Regions from separate parts of the Gossypium hirsutum genome. Here region 2 is linked to region 1. A link is a contact called in public Hi-C data. All regions are on one chromosome and are shown on one strand. The core of a region is the stretch at or near the end of the contact, and the rest is flanking DNA. Distances in the headings are between cores, read along the strand shown.

The links. Hi-C and Micro-C count contacts between places; a contact is called where the count stands out from the background.
Region 2: a contact with region 1 is called in a Hi-C map of leaf, with 1.7 times the contacts expected there. The contact joins the promoter of LOC107892830 here to the promoter of LOC107892668 in region 1. A contact is called at or near these places in 3 of 34 Hi-C or Micro-C datasets (all in leaf).

The regions. Positions count from the first base shown.
Region 1 is chrA11:106,501,320-106,508,567 of Gossypium_hirsutum_v2.1, reverse strand. LOC107892668 (peroxisome biogenesis protein 12) reads right to left here and starts at 3,988. Exons shown (of 10, transcript XM_016817732.2): 1 at 3,223-3,988; 2 at 2,718-2,823; 3 at 1,656-1,804; 4 at 1,191-1,440; 5 at 757-866; 6 at 446-520; 7 at 239-325. The coding sequence starts at 3,330. LOC107892633 (protein PHR1-LIKE 1) reads right to left here. Exons shown (of 8, transcript XM_016817708.2): 2 at 6,264-6,870; 3 at 5,716-5,908; 4 at 5,555-5,631; 5 at 5,426-5,465; 6 at 5,272-5,329; 7 at 4,982-5,051; 8 at 4,072-4,636. The coding sequence starts at 6,728. The coding sequence ends at 4,283.
Region 2 is chrA11:106,743,046-106,750,293 of Gossypium_hirsutum_v2.1, reverse strand. LOC107892830 (pentatricopeptide repeat-containing protein At3g04760, chloroplastic) reads right to left here and starts at 2,449. Exons shown (of 1, transcript XM_016817874.2): 1 at 250-2,449. The coding sequence starts at 2,062. The coding sequence ends at 296.

The DNA.
Region 1 (7,248 bases), core at 2,739-5,238:
CATGGCAATAACTTAATTGTAGAGCTCACAGGTTTGGACTAAAACAAATAAGCAATTGATTGGTATAGTTTCCTTTGGTCCAACTATTACAGATTTTTGCTTTGGAAAATGTAATATCATATATTTTGCATAAATTATGTTTTTCAGATGAAGTTATTAGATAGCAATGATATATATTACCCCTAAACGGCTAAACCACAAAAGATGGTAAATTTAATAACCAGTAAACCACACTTACTTTAAAGATAAATACTGCAGCAATTAAGCCGGTCTGTGCATAGTCCAACACCGCATATGTGCATTTAAGCAAAGCTCCTTGTACTGCCTGAAGGAATTATATTGTCTAATCAATATGCTAAATTTAACATAACATTAGTTAAAGTTAGATGGAATATCTTTGAAAACAATCTCAATAGTCCTAACTAAAATATTTACAGAAAAATACCTTCAACCATGGAGGACCTGGAAGCCTCTCACGCTCACGATTTCGAATTTTGGATATTCTAGAAGACGTATCCATCTACCTTGACATCAAAATGAGTATACTGAGTATGTGTGCATATATATAATATAAATAAGAACGAAATGCACAATCAATAAAATTATAATCAACACTTAGGTCTTGTGTAACCAAGCATGTATCTCTATGCATGTCTATAGGGCTTGGAAAAAGCATGAAGCAACACAAATACTGCTCCATGGATATTAATGTAATACATGCAGACAGAGAACAGAAGTTATTGTTGAATCTAATACCAATTCTTGTCCCGTTGCTCGACAAACATGAATCCCAAGTGCATGTAATCCAACAGAATAGAACCCAGTAGCATCCAGCAGATATAAAAGTTGATAAGTAAATGTTAGTCCTGCATCACAATAGTCCAGATTAGATTAAAGCATGTAACTTGAGATCCAACCAATGCAAGGTCAAAAACAGCTAATGGACACTCAAAGCTCTTTCAAGAAATCATTACAAATATAAATATCAGAAAACCTACATCATGGAGATTTATACTAGATATGTTGTAAATCATTAAAAAATTAGAAAGCCCCATGCTCAGCAACCACAATTTAACTATTTACTGGTCACCACTTTAGGTCACGGCAATCCATGAACAATGATTGGATTAATAAATTACTTTCATTCTTGAAAACAGGGGTACAAAATGATAACTTAGATCTGAACACACCTTCAGTGGTAGCATGAAGCCATGGATAACATACACCTATAATTTTGTGAATATTCTTTGCCAATCGTGTTCTTATTGTAGCTTCAGTTTCTGTGGATGTTCTTGAAGCAATAGAAGCCTCAGCTTCATCAAAGTAGTCAACATCTTCAAATCTCTCATCACCAGGACCCCATAAACTAGCTTGAAGCCTGGCTTCCCTTTCTTTGTTATAAATTGAATGCAATTTTGACTTGAGGTAGGGCAAAACAACCTAGAAACACATAGCAAATCGGAGGTTACTACTGCTCTAGTAAAGGTTGTTGGTCATACAGCATGTAAATGAGCTCACGCTGTAAATACACAAAGTAATTTTCTACAACAAAATATAACCACTTATACAGAAGAACTTCAGTAGATTACTTGATTATAAGCTTCCTAAAACATCTTAATAAGAAAAAAAGAGGAAAAAAAGATGTAGAATTCTACCAAAAATACAACTGAAAGAACTCTCTGGCGCTTTTCTAGACTAGAGTGTTGGATCCCATCACTAGACTTTGATCGGATATCAGCCTGTTTTGTTCTTATTTTTGCTGCTCTCCTCCGCAAACCATATAGAGATTCAGAAAAAGAAGCATCTGTATAAGAACAGTATATTAGAAAAATGAATCTCATCAATTGAAACAAACATGCATCTTCCAACAACAACAAACAAAATTAAGGTAATATTTACACCAACAGTGCAAACAACATATAATGGCCATTGTTATAAGGTTCCAATGTAACAAACTTGTTAGAAAGATGTTGAATTCCATTAAGGGCTGATAGTGATAGTTTTGCATATGCATCAAATAATTAAGTTTTCTCAAAAAAGGAAAAGCCCTTGTACTACAACTTCCTTCCACAAACAAGCTGGTCGGTTCTAGGCTTCTGGCTAAGGTTCATTGATGTTTAAAAAAGTACCAAGGAAAGCTCGTTCTATGTGAGATGATCTTACATAACTCATTTTGAACAAGTGAGATCATGGAGTTCAGTCATGCCTTGAAATTTAAGAAGCTTTCCATATCACATTAGAGCAACCAGAATGAAATACATTATCACAAGATCCTAATACATGGCTCAGACTTCGCTTATTTCTCCTACACCCTACAACCTTAACACTCACATCTTCATAAGGGAACAAATTTCAAAGGGTGAATGGACGAACAATCATATATAACACATCAGACATTTTTGAAGACTGTTTCTATCATAGATTACAACATATATCAAACAGAAGCAACAAAAACAAATCCACAGTTCACAGAGACACAAAATGGAAAACTGATTATTATTCTATATGTACAATGAAAGCATGGTAGTGAAATCAGAATGAGCATTAAAGTTTAAAAAAAGAAAAAATGTAATTCGGAAGAAACCTAAAACTAGGATACATAAAGCACTGTCTAGAATGCGAAAATAGGAAGATTCAAATACACGCTGAGCAAAAAATACCTAAAAAAGAAATTCAAGTTATAAAGAAACTAAAAGAAAATGAAAGCAGAAGGAAACCTGTATTTCGAAGACTATGAGTCTCAAGAACCAACATCAGCAAAGCAAAGAATTCATCTTCATAATCTAACACCTTATGAAGGAACGGCCTTCTCAATGCCAATACCTATAAATTCACAAATAAACCTCAAAGTACTTAACCTTCGATTATAATAACAATAATTGCAGCCAAAAAAAATTGTAATTAATGCAACAATCTGAAAATAGAAATTGTAATAAATATAAAAATGCCACTAAACAATAAGAAAAGAAGCTAATTTGGAACAAACTGAAACTTGTTTCCCAAGTACATAATTTAAACAATCAATTTATTTCATTCTAAAAGTTTCAGAGAGAAGAATATACATAAAAACCAAGATTTGACCCTCTAGGCAAAATTTATAGAAAAACTGAACAATTTTGAGAAATAAATAAGGAAAACTACAATGGGTATTCCATAAATACATAAAAAAAGTGCTTTTTTAATAATAAAAAAAAAGGCAAAGAGAGACAGATAGAGGGTGACCCCAATTGAGTAAGTAAGGGCTCCACGGAGACTAGCCGGGAGTTGCTGAGCAGCAGCCATTTCAAAGAAGGTGGGACGAGCCCCTTGTCCTCCCACTTGAAACAACATCTTCTTGTTCCGCCGCTTCGTTCTCTTCTCCTGAAACTTTCCAGCTTCGGCTATCTTGATTTCGGGTTCGACCAGGTTTATTTTTTTTATTTTCCAATTTGGTTTCTAGAATATTAATTTAGTTTCTTTTTCTTTTTGTTTCAGTTGTCTTCAGATGACAGGGTTTTCGATTTTCAAGGGTCTTTGGTTCAGCACGTTAGGATGACAACAATTTTACATTTTAGTATGGGTTAACTACATTAGACGTCCTCAACTATGACCTGAATTTTAAATTAGTCCAAAACTTTAAAATGTTCTAATTGCAGACTCAAGGTATCAAATATCAAATTAATTTAGATCATTCTCTCAGCATATCCATTAACTTGGGTATTAAATACCAGGTTAATTAAAATATTTTGAAGTTTAAGGACAAATTTAAAATCTGGTGATAGTTTAGGGACGTTTGATAACATTAACCCTTTAATTATTAGATTAATTTGGGTATTTCTTCGTCATAATTTTAATTTTACATTTAGGTTTCACAATGATGACATTATTATTCTTTTTCTTTTTTGGGTTTCCTTGTTTATTTTTTAAAAAAAATCGAAGATAAAAACAGTTTGGTGCTCAGCATTTTCTGCAATTACATTTTTGTTCATATGAAAAGAAACCAGTTGTGAAAGGCAAATTGCTCGTAAGATTTTATTACCAAATGTCATTTATCTGCTTCCACCTATTAGACCTTTTTATGATCATGACATATAGCTTATAATTCTTTCAAAATGAAAGAATATATTGCATGTGGTCAAATGTTAGAGAAATACACATAAAGAAGAATGTATGATGTAATGTTTCAACAACTCCTGCTTTCTATCAGCAGATTTATCTATATTAACAACATCATCTCCAGGAGCAGAGATATGTTGTCTACAAAAGATTATTTATCAGATGTTAAAAAGTCTTAAGTATCCTGCTATTTCTCTGTTCTTGCACGTTTTGAGACTGAGAAACCGGACTCATCATGGACAGTCGATTCTGTTTCTGGCATCTTCTGCTTCGTGCTTACACCTGAGGAGCTTTTGTCCTCGTTAGTGCCAGCATTTCCTGGACCAATCCCGGTTCTTGAGTGATCTTGCTCCAAAGCTTCTGAATCTGATTTACCGTTGTTGCAAGGTGGATGCTTTGAGCCTGGTAATGGTGCAAGAAGGTCATCCGAGGCAGAAGAGGGAGCCCCACCTTTTTCGTCCTCCACCTTTTTTTGTTTCTCAAACATCATTTGCAGATACCTCCCTTGTTCTTCGATTCGTAGCTGCAAATTTCTCTGAATCTGGAGAAAAAAATGTCACCGGCATTAGAAAATATATGTGCATCTATATAGCACATACATCCATGCTTTTAACGATGCATGGGGTGCAAACTATCTGCAGCAACTCGATAAAAAAGGGTTCAACATGACTTTTTTTGGAAAATTAAAAATAGGGTATGCTGGGAAAATTAGAATTCCACATAACAATGTTAAAGTAGCTAATTATAAAAAGCTCCGAGACCCTAACGTGGTGAAATCTTGGAAAAGAAGTTATTATAATATAAGTAAAAAGCCATAGCCGTGCTTTGAGTTAACCTGCATAGTTTGTGACCGAAACAAATAAATGCTTAGTTACCAGTAGCATACCTCAAGTTGTTCATGGAGCTGCTTCTGAACTTCCACCTGCAATCGCAGTGCTTCAGTAATTCCTATACTCCTGTGACGAGAAATTACAAGGCCAGAATCATACAGATATACTCAAACTTTCTTACAGGAAAGTGAGGTTAGTGCCAAAGCTCACTATGCTAAAACTACACATTCTGATAAATTTGCAGATCATAGCTCGAAGCTCAAGACAGAGATAATTGAGACTTCAATAGAATTTAAAAATGGTAGATAAACTTTACTTCAAGATACAAGGAAAGAAGATTACTTACGTCTTCAAGTCTATCGATTTCATTTCCTCGATTGAAGTGATTCTTTTCTCTGATGTTCCTGCAATGAGAAGCAAATTATACATCTTAACGAAAAATCAAAATGATATTATGAAAATACAGTGAAATGTTGTTGAAAGTATTATAGCTGTCTTACCTTCTGATGTTTCTGGCATATATCTGGCAGTTCTATATTTCTGGATTCCGAACAGGAAAATGTTCCAGTAAACTTATAAGATTGTTTGAGAAAGTAAAAAGGATCCATAAAACGAGATTACAAACAGACCTGCAGATGACTTTTAACATGATAGATTGTTAGGCCTTCAACATTCATTAGTTTTAAGATGCCTTTCGGAGTAGCTCCTGTAAGTTTAAATTACTCGATGAAATTAGCAAATGATGTAAACAGATAATTTGCCTACATGCTAATGAGATGAAAATACACACGTTCGCTGCCACCCAGCTGATTAACAGCTTCCAAAAAGGCCTCATGAAGCTCAGGTGTCCAACGCATACGAGGCTTTGTAGGAGGAGCAGTAGAAGATGGGTAAGCATGGCTAGAAAATTCTCCATGTGGCACAAGTTGATTCTGATGAAACTGAGGCTGTTGCTTTGAGATATCTCCAGAAGGTTTTGGCAGCTGATACATTTTTTAGTTTTCTCATTAACCAAAAGATAGGAAAAACTAGAAAAAGTACATCGATAAGGTAGATAGATCATATCATCTAAGTAAGCCAAAGGCTAAGGTAATGGGGTTTTCAGCCATGAACAAGTCTTGGCCTTGGTAGTTAATTCCGAAATAGTAAAAAAAAATAAAAAAATCCATTAGTTGACATTATAGCAGCAGTGGCGAAATTGTATCACCTCAAGAATCACAAAGCTAGTATATTACAAGGAATAAACTGAAGCTATGTGAAAGAAATTAAAGAATGAAAATCAAAAGCCGCTTGAGACATTTCTGCACCTACTGCTTCTAATAGAATCTAGGAACATACCTCCACTCTGGGGTTTAAGACATTGGTATTATCAAGAATCTTACTCCAGTCTGGATCCACAACATTGATCAAATCATCCGCCCATTCCTGCCAATTAGTTTTCTTGTTGTGATCCTCGGATGCCAAAACACTGGTGCTGCTTTCCACCAGTTGATTTGGAGCTGGAGTATTTTCAGGCAAATCGAGAAACATTTGAAGCCGGTCTAAACTCCAAGAAACATCCTTATTTCCTTGTGTGTGAATAAGTGAAGCTGTAGACTGTGAAAAAGAAGCATCTAGTGGCAGCAAAGATGCTAAATCCCTTGATGACTGGGAAATGAATGCGGGATTGTGAGAATGTTGAACATGTGGTAGAGCTGAGGCACACATATGGTCGGTGACTATGGAAGGGGACAAAGACGAATTCCCAAGGGTACCATTGCTGGGAGCTAACGAAGATTCTTGAAGCGATACAGAATTCTCCATCACTTCCCTTCCTGAGGAAACCTGAAAAGAACTCGGCGAAGTAGAATACTTGTCTTTAAAAGAAGAGCCAGAAAAGATGAAGGCATAGCAGCAAGACCTAAGTTCCTGATTCCCAGCTGTTTTATATCTAAATATCAACAACCTGAATAAGAAAAGCAAGATGCCTGTTAATACCAGACATCGAGAAACTCAACAATCTTTGCTTCAGCGGCTCTAACATATTTTACACATTTATTCATCAAACAAATCATTGCTATACTCTTAGTTTAGTGCAGACAAGTTTTCGCTTTGATAACATAGACAGCCAAACAAATAAATGACTAAAATATCTCTAGAAACAATACATATAAAGCTGACATGATGATTACAAAACAATTTCTATTACATAGAAAATTACCGGGAAAAAGCACATTGCGAGCATCACGGTAATTTCACTTCACTTGGGTTTGGTTCCCGTCCATTTTTCAATACAATTCTAGTCACTATTGACAAGTACGACCTTCTCTATTCATGGATGAAT
Region 2 (7,248 bases), core at 1,200-3,699, 240 kb before region 1:
TTGTACTCGGGGCTTTGCCTATTGGTTCGGTCCCAGTATTTTGCAATCTCTTCTCTTATTTTCATGCCGGAGTCTCACTTAAAGAGCACAGAGAAGCCTCTCTCTAATAACCTAGGCTGTTCATATTTAGTTAAAATAGTCTTTGCTAAAAGTGATCTTTTCTCCTGGTTACCTAACTGAGCCACTGGCCTTGCTTGGTGTTCTTGCAAAGGTTCAGTAAAACACATTTCTAACAGGAAAATAATGATATAATAAAAAAGCTTCCATGAAATAAGTATGACAAGGTTAAAGGGGTTTACTTATCAGAATCAGAAAGAGCAAACTCCTTGTAAACATCAAGCAAAGGAAAAGTTTTGGTCAAACGTTTGAATGAATCTTCAGAAATAGCTTTCATTCTGAAGAGAGCATTGGCCAACTCCATAGCTTGAGAACGCCATCCGGCAAAACCAATCCCTTCGGTCAACAATACGTAAGTTGTTTCGTTTGGCTGACATCCCTTCTCTACCATTGCCGCCAACACTTCAATGGCATCGTCGATTCGATGTACTTTGCATAAACCGAGAAGAACGATATTGTAACTGATAACCGTTGGTTGAATCTTACTTCTTCCCATGTCTATCAGCAATTCAATAGCTTCATCTACGATCCCATCTCTGCACAAACATGAGATGAGTGAATTGTAAGTAATCTCATCAGGACCTATTCTTTTATTTAGCATCTCCAATATCATTTCCAAGGCCTTGAATTTATCCCCTGTGCTCCACAGTGCAGTGAACATTGTGTTGTAAGAACTCACATTTGGAGGACATCCTACTTCACTTAGCTTCTCAAAGATTTCCAAAGCCTGATCAGCTTTTCCATTCTTACAAAGGGTAGATAAGATTGTGTTGTAGTTTACAATATCTGGTAAGCAACCATCAGAGATCATATAATCTAGAAACTCAATTGCCAAATCTAATCTCCTTTCTTTGCAGAATGCAGAAATCAATGGATCATAACTGTAAGCATCAGGGGTCAAACCCCTTTCTTTCATCATCTTCAATACATTTACTGCTTCCTCGACCTTCCCTTCGCGACAAAGACAACTGATCAAAATGCTGTAAGTAACAACATTTGGTTCACAACCTCTAGAAACCATTTCTGTCACTAGTTTCTCACCTTCAACCCACTTCCCCTGGTTCAAAAGTGCTCTTAACAAAATGTTGTAAGAAATAACATCTGGCTGACAACCCCTAGCATTTAAGCCCCTAACAAACTCAAAAGCTCTGCCTACCATACCATCTTTGCACATTCCTCTTATAATTGCATTGTAAGTGAACATATCAGGTCTAAGTCCATTGGCTAACATTTCATCCAAAAGTTTCATAGCTTCATTGATACCGCCTTGAAGAATAGTTGCCTCAATCAGAATTGTATAAGTGATAACAGAAGGCTTACAATTATCTTTCAACAGCTGGTTCAAAACCTTATAAGCTGAATCAAGTTTCCCTCTACTACATAAACTACCAATCATGATATTGTATGTAACAACATCAGGTGAAAACCCTCTACTTCTCATTCTATCAAGTACTTTGTTAGCAAAATCGAGACGGTTCATCTTACAAAACCCACTGATCAATGCATTATAAGCAAAAACATCAGGTTCCCCATATTTTTCCAAGATCTCCATCACCCTAATAGCTTTCTCAACATTCCTTCCATTGAAAAACCCTTTAATCATCTTTGTACAAAGAACAACATCAGGCTTGTAACCTTTCCCAACCATGCATTCCAGAAAGTAAAATGCTTCATGATACTTGCCTGACTTGCAGGACCTATTGAGCAATTTCATCAAATGGGATTCTTTAAAATCAAAAGATGAGAGATGGGTTGGTCTTGTTTCAGCTGAAACCCTGACCTTTTGATTGTTCCTAGACTTCCTAATACTGTCTTTAGTACCCTCATGGCTCAAGCAACTCACCAAAGAAGTGTGATGTGAAGATGAATTTGAAACTGGTTTTAGTTGTTGTGGATGAAAGGGTAGGCCATGAGGAATCAACTCAGTTGAAAACAGTACTGTCATTGATAAATTAAAGGCTTTTTTTTATAGTCTGGTGTTTAATGTTCAAGGAAGATCATTTTGCTATATAAAAAAGAAAAAGGCCGAAGGAAGGAAGTGAGTGTACCTGTAAAAGTGAAAGGAAAAAGGTGATAAAGCTGAAAATTTGGGGTGTTCGAATTGGGTGGCCGAGTGGCTTGATGGTGTTCAACGCTTGTCCATTATGTCACACAGATTTTCAATTGGATTTCGTGATATAGCTTAAGGATAGGGAATCTGTCTTGGCTATCGGGTTGGATTCGGGTGCTGTTTGACCCGGGAAGCCCACTGTCCATTTTGCATTTACTCCCAATAAATGGACCCGATATTTCCATTTTCAACTTTTCCCCATAAATCGTGGGCTGGAAGTTGGTTCAATCTCCTATTAACTATTACAAATTTACAATTAATATGTAATACTTTGATTTTTGAAAATAAAATGTCGAAATTAAAATTAAAAAACACTTTACAAATAGGTTTACAATAATTTAATGCGTCCTTATAATATATTAAAGTATTAAAAAAAATACTTAACAACATTTTCTATTTGCTTATAGAATTATTTATTTATTTATTTACCATGAACAAAATAATTATTTTACTTATAAATTCAAATTAAATTATATCAATTTAATTAATCTATTTTTTTAAATTTAAAAATGGTGTTTTAATTTTAAAAAATTCCTATAATTTAGAAATTAAAATATTTGTTTTATATTATACAAACTAATTTAGATGTTTGATAAAGTGTGTGCAAAATTTTTAATATAGAATTTTTTAAGCGTTGAATTTACATTATAAAACTAGTTGTTATGTTTATAAAAATCAAATACACAAAATAATTAAGAATAATATTTGATACATTGGCAATGGAGTTTTTAGACTCTACAAGCTGAGTTAGTGAATTGACAAGTGCCCTATAAAGAATATAGTAAAATATTAAAATTTTCTAGAAAACACAAATTTTAAAGTTACACCAAATACTAACCCAAATAATTATGTTACTTGATAATAATATTTTTTTTAAAAATTACTTCATAATTTTAATTTTTTTTTGGTGAAAGAAAGAAAGGAATATACAAAGTAAATAAACTAGACCCTCAAAGGAGAATCCTAAAACAGTCTTAAGCCTAATCTCCTAGTGTTACGACTAACGTGATCTAGTCCCGTGACACTAGTACGAACTGTTTTGGCTAAACTATAAGAAATTAAGTTATCCTCTCTGGGAATATGTTGAATTTCTCACTACTTCACTATTTTCAAAGTCTGATGAATTCTCCTGACTATGGCAAAATTAGAGTTCCCCGAAGTATATTCCATAATCGCATTAAGAGCTTCAAGACTATCTGTTTTGATTAGGATCTTCTCGAAGCGTCTATCCAAAATAAAGTTTAACCCGTCCAAGATCCCCCAAAGCTTTGCCTCTAACACTGTACAATTACCCAAATATCTAGCAAACCCAATGATCCGCTCACTATTATGAGTCCTCACACAACCTCCATCAACGGCAAATCCCTCGTCAATCCTTATCGACCCATCAGAATTCAAACATTCCCAACCATTAGTTGTAGGCCAATTAGGAATACAACTTTGTGATTCATGAAATGAGATCATTAAAATTGAGGAATACTGCCTTGGAAAACAAATAAGTTTCGATTTTTAATTTATTAATATAACAATTGATGTTAATTTAGAAAATGAATTTAATTGCTTTTAACATTAAGTGATTGATAAATAGGGTATTTTACTAAAAAAGGCCCATTTCCAACATTATTTACGGAAATGGGCTACTTAAAATATTATTTACTAGAATGGTCCAAAAAACACAAAACACGCCTACATGAAAGCATTTTAAGGGGAAATTTCAAAAAAGCGCCTTCTCGTGGAAGCGCTTTTGCCATGTCAGCAAAAGCACGCTGACGTGGAAGCACTTTTGACATGGCAAAAGCGCGCTTACGTAGGCGCATTTTAGCTCGTGTTTTTGCCCCAGTGGTCAACATAAAAATTTTACCGCTGGGGCCAACGATTATGAAAAAAATTATAAACCCTCACCCATTTTTTTCACACAAAATTTCCTCCAAATTACATTTCTTCCAAATTTCTCTCTAATTTTCTCAAAAAAGCTCTAAAAGCTCTCTAAGTTTTTAATTTTTGTCTAAATTAGTATTATTTTTTTATAATTTCTAAGAAATTTGATCGTGTTAGCAATGGCCGGACAATTAATTTGTCTCGATGATAAATATATCTCCATCGACCAAATAAAAATGGTAAGGGTTAATTTTAATTTTTTAATATTATTTAGTTTTTTTCATTTATGTGATTTAATTAATATTTTTTTATAATAGTTGGTAGATTGGGTGTTACAATGTTATATTAGTAATATGTCTGATCCTCCATCACTGTTGATAGAAAATTACTTGAGGGAAGCGAGTTTTTGGCACATGACCGATATAGGCCAGGGGTGCAAGTTGGACCCGAAACACATCAGCGCGTTCGAAGAGAGGTGGAGACCTGAGACGCACACATTTCATCTTCCATGCGGAGAGTGTACCATCACTTTAGAGGATGTGCAGTTACAATTGAGGTTATTGGTGGATGGGTCCTTACTTATCTGGTTCGCTTAATCTACTAATTGAGGAGCTATATGCTATGATCTTTTGGGTGTAATTCCAGATAATACTTACGGAGGTCAGATCGAGATGGACTGGTTACGAGACATATTCTCGAAGCCAGGGGATGATCCGACTGAAGTAGAAAGAATACGATACGCTCAGGCATACATCGTTGAGATCCTTGGAGGTTACCTGATGCCGGGCAAGTCACAAAACCTCGTACATCTGAGGTGGCTACTGAAACTCGTCAATTTTAAAGCAGCTGGCGAACTCAGTTGAGGGTCTTCTGTGTTGTCGGCATTGTACTGAGAGATATGTCAGGCGACGCAACCAAATAAAATTAAAATTGGAGGTTGCATCTCACAGCTACAATCATGGGCTCAGTTTTGCTTTCCATTTTTACATCATTGAGTGAATAACCCATATACATTCCCACTCTTAACGAAGTAAAATTTATTTTAGATTTTACAATTATTACATAGATTTAAAATATAATTTTATGCTAAAATTTTATTTAAATATGTGGAACCATTCGATGAGTTACAGGGGAATACTTACCGCTCTTGAAGATATATGGCTTCTATTAGACTAACGTTCCGAAGCACATGTAAGTATCTATTTCATTTTGAACTATATATACATAACATAGTTGATTTCGTATTTCACATTTAGTATCATATATATAACTAATATTTTTATGACGTTCATATAGTTTCAATGGACACCATACCAGGATCCGTCAATTTGGATAGTAATTCCAGATGAATCCCTATAAATCCAAATATCTGGTATGTTAAGGTCCCATTGGTCAATTACGCTATTGTCTAGATGCACCAGACAGATAGAGTGTTGCGACAATTCGAATTTCGACAATCAATTTTTGTGTCACCTGATGTGCTCAATGAAGAACACAAAATCGTCTTACGGTGATCGAATACATATTGGCCGGTCTTTCACTCAGAATATATCAAGATGTGGAAAAATTGGTATAAAATATACCTACTCGTGAACCGATTATCATTCCAGAGTTAACGTGTGAGCCGGATTACATGTCATGATTTAGGATCCATGGCAAACCATATTTGCTCTTGGAAGAGTAGAAGCGTTGGTAATTTCGTGTTGAAAGGGAACGATGGAGCCCTGTAACACCCCTAACCTGTATTCGTTGCTGAAATAGGGCTACAATGCATTACTGATCAATAAACATCATTCACATACATTTATGCATTCATAATCAAAATACATTCAACATATTCACATTGTCCCTTATAAGGCTCTACGAGACCTTAAAACATGCTTGGAAGAGGTTCGGGACTAAACTGATAACATTTGAAAACTTTGGGAAACTTAGAAAATTTTTATCCATACAGGGTTCACACGCTCGTGTGAACAGGTCATATGCCTCACACGGCCATCAGACACGCTCGTGTCACAGGCTGTATGGAAATAAGACATACATACTGACTTGCATCACATAGCCGAAGACGCGCCCGTGTGCTATGACCATGTAAAAACTGGAGGGTATACTGACTTGGCCACATAGCCGGCCACACACCCATGTGCCAGTTCGTGTGCCACAACGGCCAGTAGACATGCCCGTGTGTATAAGCCGTGTAACTCACTGACTTGTTTAACTAAGATTTAGGGGTCATACAGTCGAGTCACACACCCGTGTGTTCAATCGTGTGGCACGAAAATAGGCTTGATTTAAGCCATTATTCCCACTATCATTCATGTACCTAAAAGCATTCATTTGGCATCATTTTCACATACAAATACCAAAAATGACCATTTCATGCACATTTCATGCAATTTAAATTCCATCCATTTCACTACTCAAATCCATAACCAAAATCATGCCAAAACAATATGCCATAACCTTAACTTCTATATGTATTTTCTCACCATTTTATTAACTATTTCATGTCTCAAAACATATCAATTCATCATCTTAAAACCAACTCACAACATGCCATTTTTCAACCATGACACATCATTGATAATTAGCCAAATCAATTAACCATCTAGCAAACACATGAATCCATACTAAACTTGCCAAAATATAAGACATTATATGCATCGTATATCACTTATCCAACTTATGAATTAAGCCAACTTATATGGTTAAATACACACCAACATTTACAAGCCAAATCTCATGGCTAATATCATAACTCAAAACTTATCATCAACTTACTAGCCTATACATGCCATATACCATATTTACAAAGTATCCAAAAAAACCAACAAGTAGTCGATAGTGTGATGACGGTTCCTGATGATCATCGATATCCAAGCTAGCTTCGATAATCCATAAAAAAGGGAAACAGCATACAAAGTAAGCTTTAAAAGCTTAATAAGCCATATAGAAATAAAATTACCATATGAGTAAACATCATTTCCATCAATAGGCAAATTATAAGTAAGCACATATAAGCTTACAAACCTTTCCCAATGTATACATATTCAATATCGTAAATGAATTCATCAAATATTTCCCTTTTCAATACTCGTATGAATGTCGTACATACTTGAGTCACTTAACTCATTCACATATTT